Linked DNA regions of Sus scrofa: region 1 is linked to region 2. The links are chromatin contacts, called in public Hi-C maps. All regions are on one chromosome and are shown on one strand. Each heading gives the region's core, a stretch centred on a gene start, on an enhancer-like site or on the middle of the called end of the contact. The rest is flanking DNA. Distances are from core to core; before and after follow the strand shown.

Region 1 (5,153 bases), core at 2,444-4,943, 96 kb before region 2:
GCCTAGGTGCTCACCACTTTGGGGAGGTGAGCAGAGGCAGCAACTATGCGACCCACTGCCAGGCAGTGGCAGCCACCGGGAAGCACCCAGCTGAGGGGCAGGGGACAGCTCAGCCTTGACCCACGTGTCTGGCGTGCACAGGCCCGAACACAGGACATTGGCCCGGGCGGCCCACCCCACCCGCCCGCGCCGCGCGATGCCCTATTAAGGGCATGACCACGGGGCTCCTCCGAGCAGGGCGCCGGCGGCTGCGGGGGTCGAGCGAGGCGGGCGGGGGCGGGGCTGGGCTCTGATCGCGACGCCCCCGCGGGCACGGTGTCGGAGGCCGACCTGTCCGGCTGGAGGACCCGTCAGGGCCGGCGGGGCAGCAGGCAGCAGGCAGCCCGCAGGGTGGCCGGGCGGGCGGGCGGGCTGGGGGCCGGCGGCGCGTACCTTTGTACTTCTCCCGCACCTCCTCGTAGGCCTGGATGAAGTCCCGCTCGTCGGGCGGCGGGCCGGGCGGCAGCAGGGCGGCCATGCGGGCGGGCGGGCGCGGGACGCGGGACGCGGCGGGGCGCTGCGGCGCAGACCGAGCCTCCAGCCCCGGCGGCCCCTCTGGCCCCGCGGCCGCGCGCGCCCGCTTAAAGGGGCCGCCCCCGCCCCGCCCCGCACCCAGGATGCCCCTCGGGCGGGGCGGGGCCCAGGGGAGCGGCGGCCGCGCGCCCCGGCCTCCCGGCGGCGGCCACTCGGCTCCGTGCCTCGGTGCCACGCTCGGCCCGGCGGGCACACGCGCCCTTCCCGCTCCCGGCCGGGTCCCTGGGCCGCCGACAGCCCGGATCGCCCTCGCCTGGCTCCCAGCCCCCCGGGGGCGCCGCGACCTCACCTGGCAGCGCCCGGGAGCGCCGTCCCCGTCCCACCTCCTTCCGCTCGCTCCCTCCGCCGCTCCTGAGGATCCCGCCGGCCTTGCAGCAGGGGGACGGGGCGGCGGGGGGGGGCTTCCATATAAAACCCTCAGAGCCACAAAAAATCTCACTACGCACCACAGGACCGAAACAGGAGATTTAAGAAGAAAACTGCTTGGTTAAAAAAAAAAAAGATATTCTTTCCGGAAGGCCCCGGCAATGTGTCTCCGACTTAGAATACTGCGCAGCTTACTGCAGGAGCCCCCTGGGCTCTACCAGCAGCACTAGGAGGGCCGATGGGCGCCCGAGGACCCCGCCTCCGCCGGGCGCTGGCCGCGGCGGGAGAGGACAGTCAGGAAGCACTTCCACGTGGGTGAAGAAGGACCTTGTTCTTCACCCGCCAGATGTGGGGGATGGCACACGCCAAGTACACACCCGGCCCGGGACGGTTTTCCTCCCCGCTGTCCTGCTTCCCCGCGTTCCCGGGAGCTGCTGCTTGAGCTTCCGCCCACAAAGCTGCTGGCTGCCCACAACAGCACCCTCGCGCAGCACCGGGCTTCCAGGCCTCCCACAGGCCTCAGGCCTCGCCCCCAGTCTCCGGCCGGGGCCAGCCTGCCCCCCCACCCCCCACCCCGGACGCCTCATCATTATTCTGTCCTGGCCGGGAATGTGGTCAGTACTCTGCAGGCTGATCTAGAGCCCCTCAGCCGGCTCCTCCCTTGGCAGCACAGCCTGCCTGATGGCCTCAAGTCCTAGGTCACCTACTTCCCAAAGGGAGGAGCCACTGTCCAGCTGCCAGCACTGCACTGCCGGGGGCCTGGCACTGCACCTTCCCCATCCTCCCCCCAGTAGGCCAGCTCCTAGAGGGCAAGGCCAGACTCTGGCTCAGGGAGGGGCTGGGGCCCTGGCCAACCGGGTCCCGTCCTGTTCCTACATGCGTCTACCCACCCCATGGGGGCAGCCAAGACCAGGGGCCCGTGAGGCGGCTCAGCCCCAAGAAAGGATCGGCATCACATCTGGGCCCTGGACCCTCGTCCGGGGGCCAATGATGGTGCCACTGCAGCAAGTTCAACCTCAGGCCTCCTGCAGCAGGCCGGTTGGGGCCAGCAGGTGGCGCTGTGCTGCCTGCCATCAAGCGGGACAGGAGAGGCCCCCTCCTATCCACAGATCACCCTCGGGCCAGATCATCCCCGGCCAGACACCTGCACGGAGCCCACAGCAGCACTCAGTCCACAAGCAGATGCTTGAGAGCTGGACAAAGCCCTCGGACCTTACCTGCAATGCGGATGACTGCCCGCTCAGCAGGGTCCAAGACGCTCCCGTTACCCCCAGGGCCGCCTCCGCTTCGGCGGCTCCGCTGTGTTTTCTCCAGGTTCCAGGGCAGTGTGTCCCCGGGGCTGGGCGAGCCGCTGCCGCCGTTGGAGCCATCCTCCACTGTGGCCCGAACCTCGTGGTCCTCGCCTGACATGGCCTTCTGGAGAGGGAGCAGGAGGTCACACCTTGGGGTACGGGGGGGTAACTGCATACCAACCCACCACGTTCTTGACCGGGACCTTGACCCCGCCCCATCCACCCCAGCATCTGGACACGGACACCCACACTTGCGCCGTGTCCCATCTCGTCTGTGTACTGACGCCCCTCCCTCCCAAGCAGGACACTGACAACCCTCTCCCCCATCTCAACTGGCCTCACCCCTCCAGCCCCTTCCTCAGACGCCATCACAGGGACCTCTCCCCCAAGACACTGACCTCCCTCCCTCCAGGCTCTCACAAGGACACGGACGCCTGCTGCCCAACATTCACTGCTACTCCCTTCTCTTAGTCACCCAAACACCGACCCCTCCTCGCTGTCACCCAGGGGCCGGCTCATCCCATTAGGGGACACGGATCTCACCCGCCACCCCCTCCGTCCCAAACCTGGACCCTGTCTCCTCTAATCCTCGGGTCAGTAGGCAAACCAGGCCGCTGGCAACCCCCGGCTGCTGCCTCTCCCCTCCCCCGGCCTGCAGGGAAGAATCCAGACCCCACACCCCGGACACTCTGCCTCCAAGCTGTCTGAGCGCATAGGGCTGCCGGGCGCCGTACCCCAGCCCTAGCGCAGTCCCACCTTGGTCTCCGCAGTGAAGGCCTATAAATAGCTGGAGCCGCATCAGCGTGGGCCGCCCAGCTCTGCTGCGCCAGGGCTGGGAGGGAGCCCGGGCCGCCCCTCCAGCGGCCCACCCGGTGCAGCTCGCGCCCCCGCACCCCCCTGGGCTGCCAAAGCGCGCCCTCGTGCACGCGTGCACGCTCCTCGGCGCCCCGTCCCCCCCCCCCCGTCCCCACAAGCGCCGGCGTGCAGGAGGTGAATGGGGGCTCTGTCCCGGCGGCGGAGGGTGGTGTGGGGGCACAATGTGGGCTCTGTGCCTCCGCCCTCAAGCTAAGGGCTGGGGACGAGAAGGCGGACGCCCCCCGCCCCGCCTCCCACCGGCGCCTCGGCAGGCAGCCTCTGCTCCGGGCCCCCGCGCGGGGTCCGGCTGTCAGCCGCACCTCCCCAGCAGCCCTTCCTGCCCACACCCCGGGCACCGCCCGTCCAGTTCCGCAGTCTCCGCGCGGAGGCGGCGTCCTCCCGAGGGAGGATGGGCCGCGAGGCAGCCTCCGGTTCCGGGATGCCCGCGGCGGGAGAGCCCCCAGCCCACACGCAGCGCGCCTCTCCGCCCGGGCCCCGGTCTTACGTGCCGGGTCCGGTGGCTCAGCTCCGCGGGCTCGGCCGGTGCCTCCTGACTGCGGGTGCCGGGCTGGCTGCGCAGGCTGCGCGGGCGGGGCGAGCCCGGAGCCCCGCCCAGGCCCCAAACCGAGCGCCGCCCGTGCGGTCGCGGCGCCCGAGTGCGCGCGGGGCCCGCGGCTCCCCCAGGCAGCGGGGCTGGAGCGGGCCCGGAGCGCGAAGGCAGCGCCCCCGCCGCGCGCACCCCTGCGGCCGCTCTCGGCCCACTCCCGGGGCGCCGAGGGCGGCCGGTCGGCAAGGAGACGGTGTCGGGGCGCGTGCGTGACACCAGGCGACGTGGGGTCGCTCGAGTGCGCGCCGAGTCCGGCCTGGCCCGCTGCCCAGGGCCGCCCCGAAGTAGCGGCGGCCTCGGTCCCCCGACCCTGGCCCCGCCGAGGTTGCCCCCCACCCCCAAGCAGAGGTCGGACCCGAGCTCCAGCAGGCTCCCCGCCGGGTTTCACGGACACGTTTATTCAAAGGACACAGTCGCGCCCGAGACGGGAGGCGGCGGGCCGGCCCACCTGGTGCTCTGCTGACCCCTGGTGGTTGGGCCGCCCCGGCGGGGACACGGCCCAGCTCTGCCCATCCCGCCGCCCTTACCGGCAGCACGACAGGGGGGCAGGGGGGCCCCCAGGGGCGGCTCCGGCAGCGGAGGGGGCTGCAGGGCCGGGCGGAGCCGGGAGCAGGAGGACAGAGGCGGGGCCGAGGGGGCCCCTAGGCTCGGGTCGAGTCGCCCGGGAGCCCTGCGGGGGGAGGCCCGGCGGTGTGCCTGCAAGTGATGAGGTGGGTGGGCAGCGCCTGGGTGTCGTGAAAGATGACGAAGATGCTGGGCTGGCGGAGGCTGTCCACCGCGCTGTCGTAGCGCAGGGGCACGTGGCCCGGGGCCCGCAGAGGGGGGGCCCGCAGCCCGCGGCAGCCCTGCCGTAGTCGCCGGTCAGCACCCGCGCGACAAACACCGCCTTGTGGCCCTCGGCGTCGGGGGGCGAGTAGCGGTCCTGCACCGACAGGGAGGCGCGCTTGGCGAAGTACACGCCCTGCCCGTAGAGCGTACCTGCGGCGGGACGGGAGGGGTCAGGGGCTCCCGCCCGGCAGAGCCCACGCCCCGCGGGGTCCCTGGCCTCACCGTTGCGGCCGCAGAAGCTGCGATTGAAGCCGTGCGCGCAGATGTCTGGGACAGTGGCCCCCGCGGTGCCGTGGTACAGGACCTGCTCCGCCGGGCGCCGCTCGCAGCACTGCTCCAGGCGATCCCGATGCAGCTCGTACTGCCGCTGCAGCAGCGGGTGCAACACACGCTCCACCTGGGGGGCGGCCACGGTCAGAGCCACGCTCGTGGGGCCCTCCACGCCTCGGGAAATCGGGAGGCGTTCCGGGCCTGGGGAGACCTGCGGGCGCGGCAGACGCTGGGCCGAGGTCAGCCACCTCCACGGGGCCCCACGGGGCACTAGAGGGCGTCCAGGGAGGCCTGTGGGTGGGCGCCCCAGCCGCTCATCGGCACCCCGCACCTACAACCGGGCCTCTGCGGGAAAAGCAGAG
Region 2 (5,162 bases), core at 1,620-4,119:
TGTGGAGAAAAGGGAACCCTTCTGCACTGTTGGTGGGAATGTAAACTGGTACAGCCACTATGGAGAACAGTTTGGAGATACCTTAGAAATCTATACATAGAACTTCCATATGACCCTGCAATCCCACTCTTGGGCATCTATCCAGACAAAACTCTACTTAAAAGAAACACATGCACCCGCATGTTCATTGCAGCACTATTCACAATAGCCAGGACGTGGAAACAACCCAAATGTCCATCGACAGACGATTGGATTCGGAAGATGTGGTATAGATACACAATGGAATACTACTCAGCCATAAAAAAGAACGACATAATGCCATTTGCAGCAACATGGATGGAACTAGAGACTCTCATACTGAGTGAAATGAGTCAGAAAGACAAAGATAAATACCATATGATATCACTTACGACTGGAATCTAATATCCAGCACAAATGAACATCTCCTCAGAAAAGAAAATCATGCACTTGGAGAATAGACTTGTGGCTGCCCGACGGGAGGGGGAGGGAGTGGGAAGGATCGAGAGCTTCGGGTTATCAGACACAACTTAGAAAGATTTTCAAGGAGATCCTGCTGAGTAGCATTGAGAACTATGTCTAGATACTCATATTGCAACAGAACAAAGGGTGGGGAAAAAAAATGTATGCATGTAAGAGTAACTTGATCCCCATGCTATACAGTGGCGGAAAAAAGAAAACAAAAGAAAAAAGTTCGCTTCAAAAAAGAAAAAAATTTTTAAAAAGAAAAAAATTTAAAAAAGAAAGAAAAAATAAAGTTTGCTTCATACTTGATCTCTGAGGCCTTAAAAGAGTGCTTAGTGGTGCTGAATACACGCCTGGTGAGTGAACGAGTGAATGAATGAAAGAAAAAGGCCCTTCTCCCTCCGCGGATGATGTTGTCTCGACCTCACTTCCCCTCAACGTGTGCTCTTCTTCCCACCCCTCGCACAGCTCTTCTGATGCATCTGTGGACTCTCCCTGACGCACCGTGTGCCTGCCGGACCCGCTTCTTGTCACATTTTGCTCTCTCTTAGTGACCTTGGTTGACCTTTTCTACCCCTAGCCTCTACCTCTTCCAAGCCTGGGCTCCAGCCCAGATCCACCTCCCTCCCTTCCCTCCCATCTGTTCCAGAACTTGACACCTCCAGGCCCTCCAGACAGGCCCTCTGGCTACAAGCTCCAGTGTCTGGTCCTCGCAGCTTCCTGGCTCAACCACTAACTCTATCTTTTAAACCTCCATGAAACCCAGCCAGTCCGTTTCCTAAGCATCGCTGGAAACATCCTCCTTCTCTCCAGCCCTACCTGTTGGCACTCACATACATTCAGACCTCACCCAGTCTTAGGTAGCTTGAATCGCGGCTGTCACTCTACTGCTGAATAGCTTCCCATTGCTTCTGACAGTCTAGCTCCTCACCCAGGTCCCGAGGGCCCGCCTGCTCTGCCCTCTGCACTTGCCTGGGACCCCAAGCGCCAGCTCTTTACTTTCTCCCTCCTGGGTATCTCCCCAGAACCTCAGCAGTGGGTAAGGAGTGTCTAGCTTTCCCACTAATCACTAAGTCCCCTACCCAGGCCTGGGGGACTGGGCTACTGCGATTTTCTCCTAGCACTGACACAGTCTCTGGCCAATCAAATGAATCTTCGATCCAGGGCACTGACCATTCTGTCCTTCCATGGTGGCACTGCGGACCAGGGCTGCCCACCGCTGAGCTTCCTGCGGATCCGTGAAGTGCAGGCCGAGGGTCCCAGGCCCTCCTGGTGGAGGCTGCAGCTCATGCTGGCTGGGGCCTCGGACGTTGTAGTAAACTGACTCCAAGGGCCACTCCAAACCTACCTGAGGAGGGGGAGAGTCCGGGCTCAGTGCCTCGCCCCCAGCGCACACTGCAAGATGATCAAAAGAACACGAGGTAACGTGTGTAGACCACTGACACTGCCCTAAGCCCTTTACTCGTATTATCTTATGAAACCTCCTCAGTCGTCCTATGAAGGGAGGTACCAGCGTTACCTCCAGTCTACGGGCGAGTAAACAGAAGCAAGGAAAAAAACCGCTCCCGGGCGCTGCTGGCGAACGGAAGGACCTGGCCCCCGCGGCTCCGCGGCTGCTCCCACTCACCGCCCCGTGTCCCGCGCCCAGCAGCTCCAGCCGGAAGCGCCCCGGTCGCTCGGGGTCCGCGCTCAGCTGCAGCCTCCGCAGCTGCGCCTCGGCGTCCGGCCCCGCGCCCAGCGGCCTCACCGCGGCGTGCACGGCCAAGAGCACCGCCGGCGAGCCCGGGTCCGAGGAGGCGGCCGCGCCGCCCGCTGGAGGCGCCATCTCCGGTCCGACCTCGGCCCGGCCCCCTGAGCCCGCTTCCGTGGCCTCGGGGGGCCGAGCGCCTCCGCCGGCCGGAAACTGGAGCCGCGAGCCTGGGGTTCCGGGCGCCGCCAAAGCGTCGGAGCCCGACCCGCCCGCTTCGCCCAGGAAGGACACGGCCGAGGGTCTCCGGATTCGGGAGGGCGAGACTGGGCCTGGAGGCCCGTACCCGGGGCAAAGTGTCAAGGATGAAAACACTGGCCACGACTGGAAGGCCCCAAAGGGTCGGGCGGGGACTGCAGCACAGAGGTCCGCGTCTGGCTGAAGCCAGACACCGCTCCCAGGCCCCTTCTAGCCGACCTCCAGCCGCGGGCCCCGCCTCCCGGTCCTGCCCACACCTCACTAGTCCGCAAGCTCCTCCTGGGAACCCCGGCAGCCACCTGGGGCGGAGCCGGCGGGGGTCGTGGCCAATGAGCGCCAGCGGGGAAGGCGTGTTCGCACGGCGGAGAGGATGATGGACAGGCGCCACAGCCAGTAGGAGCATAAGACAGGACTGAGCGGCGGGTAAACCCCCGAATGGCTGTGCGAGCTCCCGATCCCGGCGGCTGGAGCGGGCCATTCAGACGCGTGGGGCCGGACCTGGCGGACGCTTGTTGTTGTCCGGCCCGGGGAGGCAGAGGTCGTTCGCTCGCCTGCTCAGGCCTTCTGTGGCGGTCGGCGGGCAGGTCGGTCGCGATAGTCGGGCGCCGTACAGGGGCGTGGCTATGTCGCGGTGGCAGCCCGGATGGGCCGGCAGGGCCGGGAGTAACGGGACGTCGCCGCGGAGCTTCTTCCCCCGGATACAGTGCGGCCCGAGAGGAGGCCGCGGCGCCGCCCTCCGGTCCTGAGGAGCTCGCGCTGTCCGGGGCCCGCACCGCCTTCTCACCCGCACCGACGCCTATCGACCTGCCCTGTCTGGCCCGGTCCGACCCGGCCCAACCGGATTGAGCGCAGCGCAAGCAGGTAGGCGAACGCCCCTGTGCCCGGCGCCGACTCGGCGGCTCCGGAACTACAGCCCCCAGCAGGCTTTGCGTTGGCGCGCGTGCGTGCGTCTCGAGGCGCACGGCTTCCTGGGATTTGTAGTTCGCGTGGCTAGACTGGGGTTCCCCTTAGACCCGGCCGACCCGGGAGCGCCCTAGCGGCCCCGCTGACAAGCCCTTGGGGGGTCGTGGGGCCTCCCTCTGCTCCCCGGCGTCCTTGGGGAGTGAAGCAGGAACTCATGGGTTTTTCTCTCCCCCTTTGCTAGAAGGCAGCCTGTAGAATAGGGAAGAGCGCCGCACCCAGGTGGCCCGCAGGGCCGAGCCCCTGGTCTCCTGGTTCCGAACCGGCTGCGGGTTCTTTACCTGGCTGAGGAGCTTGGCTGGAGGAGTCTCGTTCCTTCGCAGGCTCACAGTGCCCCCCTTGGTGGGCGGGGCTCTTCAGTTCGAACGGGGAGTCTTGGAGCAGACACTAAACCAGCATCCCCAGGGTGCACAGGATCCCCCATTGGTCCCCCAGCCTGGCCCAAGAACTCCTGTGAAGTGCAGGAGGTGTGGCTGCGGTGGGCCTGGACTTGCCAGTCTCAGTGAAAGGGCATCTGTTCCCTCCACCAGTGCTGAAGGCTTGGGAGCAGGCTGCAGGAGGAACCCAGCTTGTTTATGGTGGTGCCACTCAGTGGGAGGAGGGCCCGAAGGTGGAGCCTCAAGGGCCAGATACCCACAGACTGACCTTCCATCCCCAGGCAGCACGAGCCCCCCGAAGCACAGGACCCTCCGCCCCAAGGACATGAAGCTGTTGGAGAACTCCAGCTTCGAGGCCATCAACTCGCAGCTGACCGTGGAGACGGGAGATGCCCACATCATTGGCAGGTGAGGCCGGGGCCCGGGGCTGGCGTTGCAGAGCTCATGCCGCGCTGGCTCTGACCTGACCTGGGGGTGGCGTCCTCTATGGTCCCGCCTGCATCTCCAGGATCGAGAGCTACTCCTGTAAGATGGCGGGAGACGACAAGCACATGTTCAAGCAGTTCTGCCAGGAGGGCCAGCCGCACGTGCTGGAGGCCCTGTCCCCACCCCAGACCTCGGGCCTCAGCCCCAGCAGGTGAGAGGGGGCAGGGCCTGCCCACGGGGCACTGCGGCGTGCAGGACAGCGCCGGCTGACGCTTCTCTCCGTGCAGACTGAGCAAGAGCCAGGGTGGCGAGGATGAGAGCCCCCTCAGTGACAAATGCAGCCGCAAGACCCTCTTCTACCTGATCACCACGCTCAATGAGTCTTTCCGGCCAGACTACGACTTCAGCGCCGCCCGGAGCCACGAGTTCAGCAGGGAGCCCAGCCTCAGCTGGGTGAGGGCCGGGTAGGGGAGGGACCCGCAGGCCCCCAGCCGTCCCGCGTGCCCTCCCCCACTGAGTGTGGCCCTGCCCAGTCCACACCTGCTCTCCCAGCCCCACCTGTGACCGTCGTAGGTGGTGAACGCGGTCAACTGCAGCCTGTTCTCCGCCGTGCGGGAGGACTTCAGGGCCCTGAAGCCACAGCTGTGGAACGCCGTGGATGAGGAGATCTGCTTGGCCGAGTGCGACATCTACAGGTGGGCTGGCATCCCTGCAGGTGGGCCCTGGGTCTGGGCGGCACTTGGGACCTCATACCACGTCTCGCTCCGCACCCCCAGCTACAACCCAGACTTAGACTCAGATCCCTTCGGGGAAGACGGCAGCCTCTGGTCCTTCAACTACTTCTTCTACAACAAGCGGCTGAAACGCATTGTTTTCTTCAGCTGCCGCTCTATCAGGTCGGTCGGCACCTGTCACCTCCCTGCCCCCACCTGTGGTCTGGCCCAGCTTGGCTCCCCCATTCCTGACTTGGC

Evidence for each region. A called contact is a pair of places that touch in the nucleus more often than the background predicts.
Region 1: a Hi-C map of embryonic fibroblasts shows a contact between it and region 2, with 5 times the contacts expected there. The contact joins the promoter of PLEC here to the promoter of MAF1 in region 2. A contact is called at or near these places in 4 of 5 promoter capture datasets (fetal liver, fetal skeletal muscle and liver), 22 of 47 Hi-C or Micro-C datasets (alveolar macrophages, blood, brain and 12 more) and 2 of 2 datasets of contacts at active chromatin or transcription factors (alveolar macrophages and skeletal muscle).

What each region holds. Positions count from the first base shown.
Region 1 is chr4:694,895-700,047 of Sscrofa11.1, reverse strand. It overlaps PLEC (plectin), which reads right to left and starts at 3,693. Exons shown (of 35, transcript XM_021090372.1): 1 at 3,592-3,693; 2 at 2,157-2,355. The coding sequence starts at 2,349. It overlaps PARP10 (poly [ADP-ribose] polymerase 10), which reads right to left. Exons shown (of 11, transcript XM_003125470.6): 9 at 4,744-4,918; 10 at 4,543-4,671; 11 at 4,240-4,540. The coding sequence ends at 4,335.
Region 2 is chr4:598,227-603,388 of Sscrofa11.1, reverse strand. It overlaps MAF1 (repressor of RNA polymerase III transcription MAF1 homolog), which reads left to right and starts at 2,869. Exons shown (of 8, transcript XM_003125444.4): 1 at 2,869-3,289; 2 at 4,047-4,173; 3 at 4,274-4,402; 4 at 4,479-4,644; 5 at 4,765-4,886; 6 at 4,968-5,087. The coding sequence starts at 4,091. It overlaps SHARPIN (sharpin), which reads right to left and starts at 2,691. Exons shown (of 9, transcript XM_003125446.6): 1 at 2,111-2,691; 2 at 1,657-1,831. The coding sequence starts at 2,308.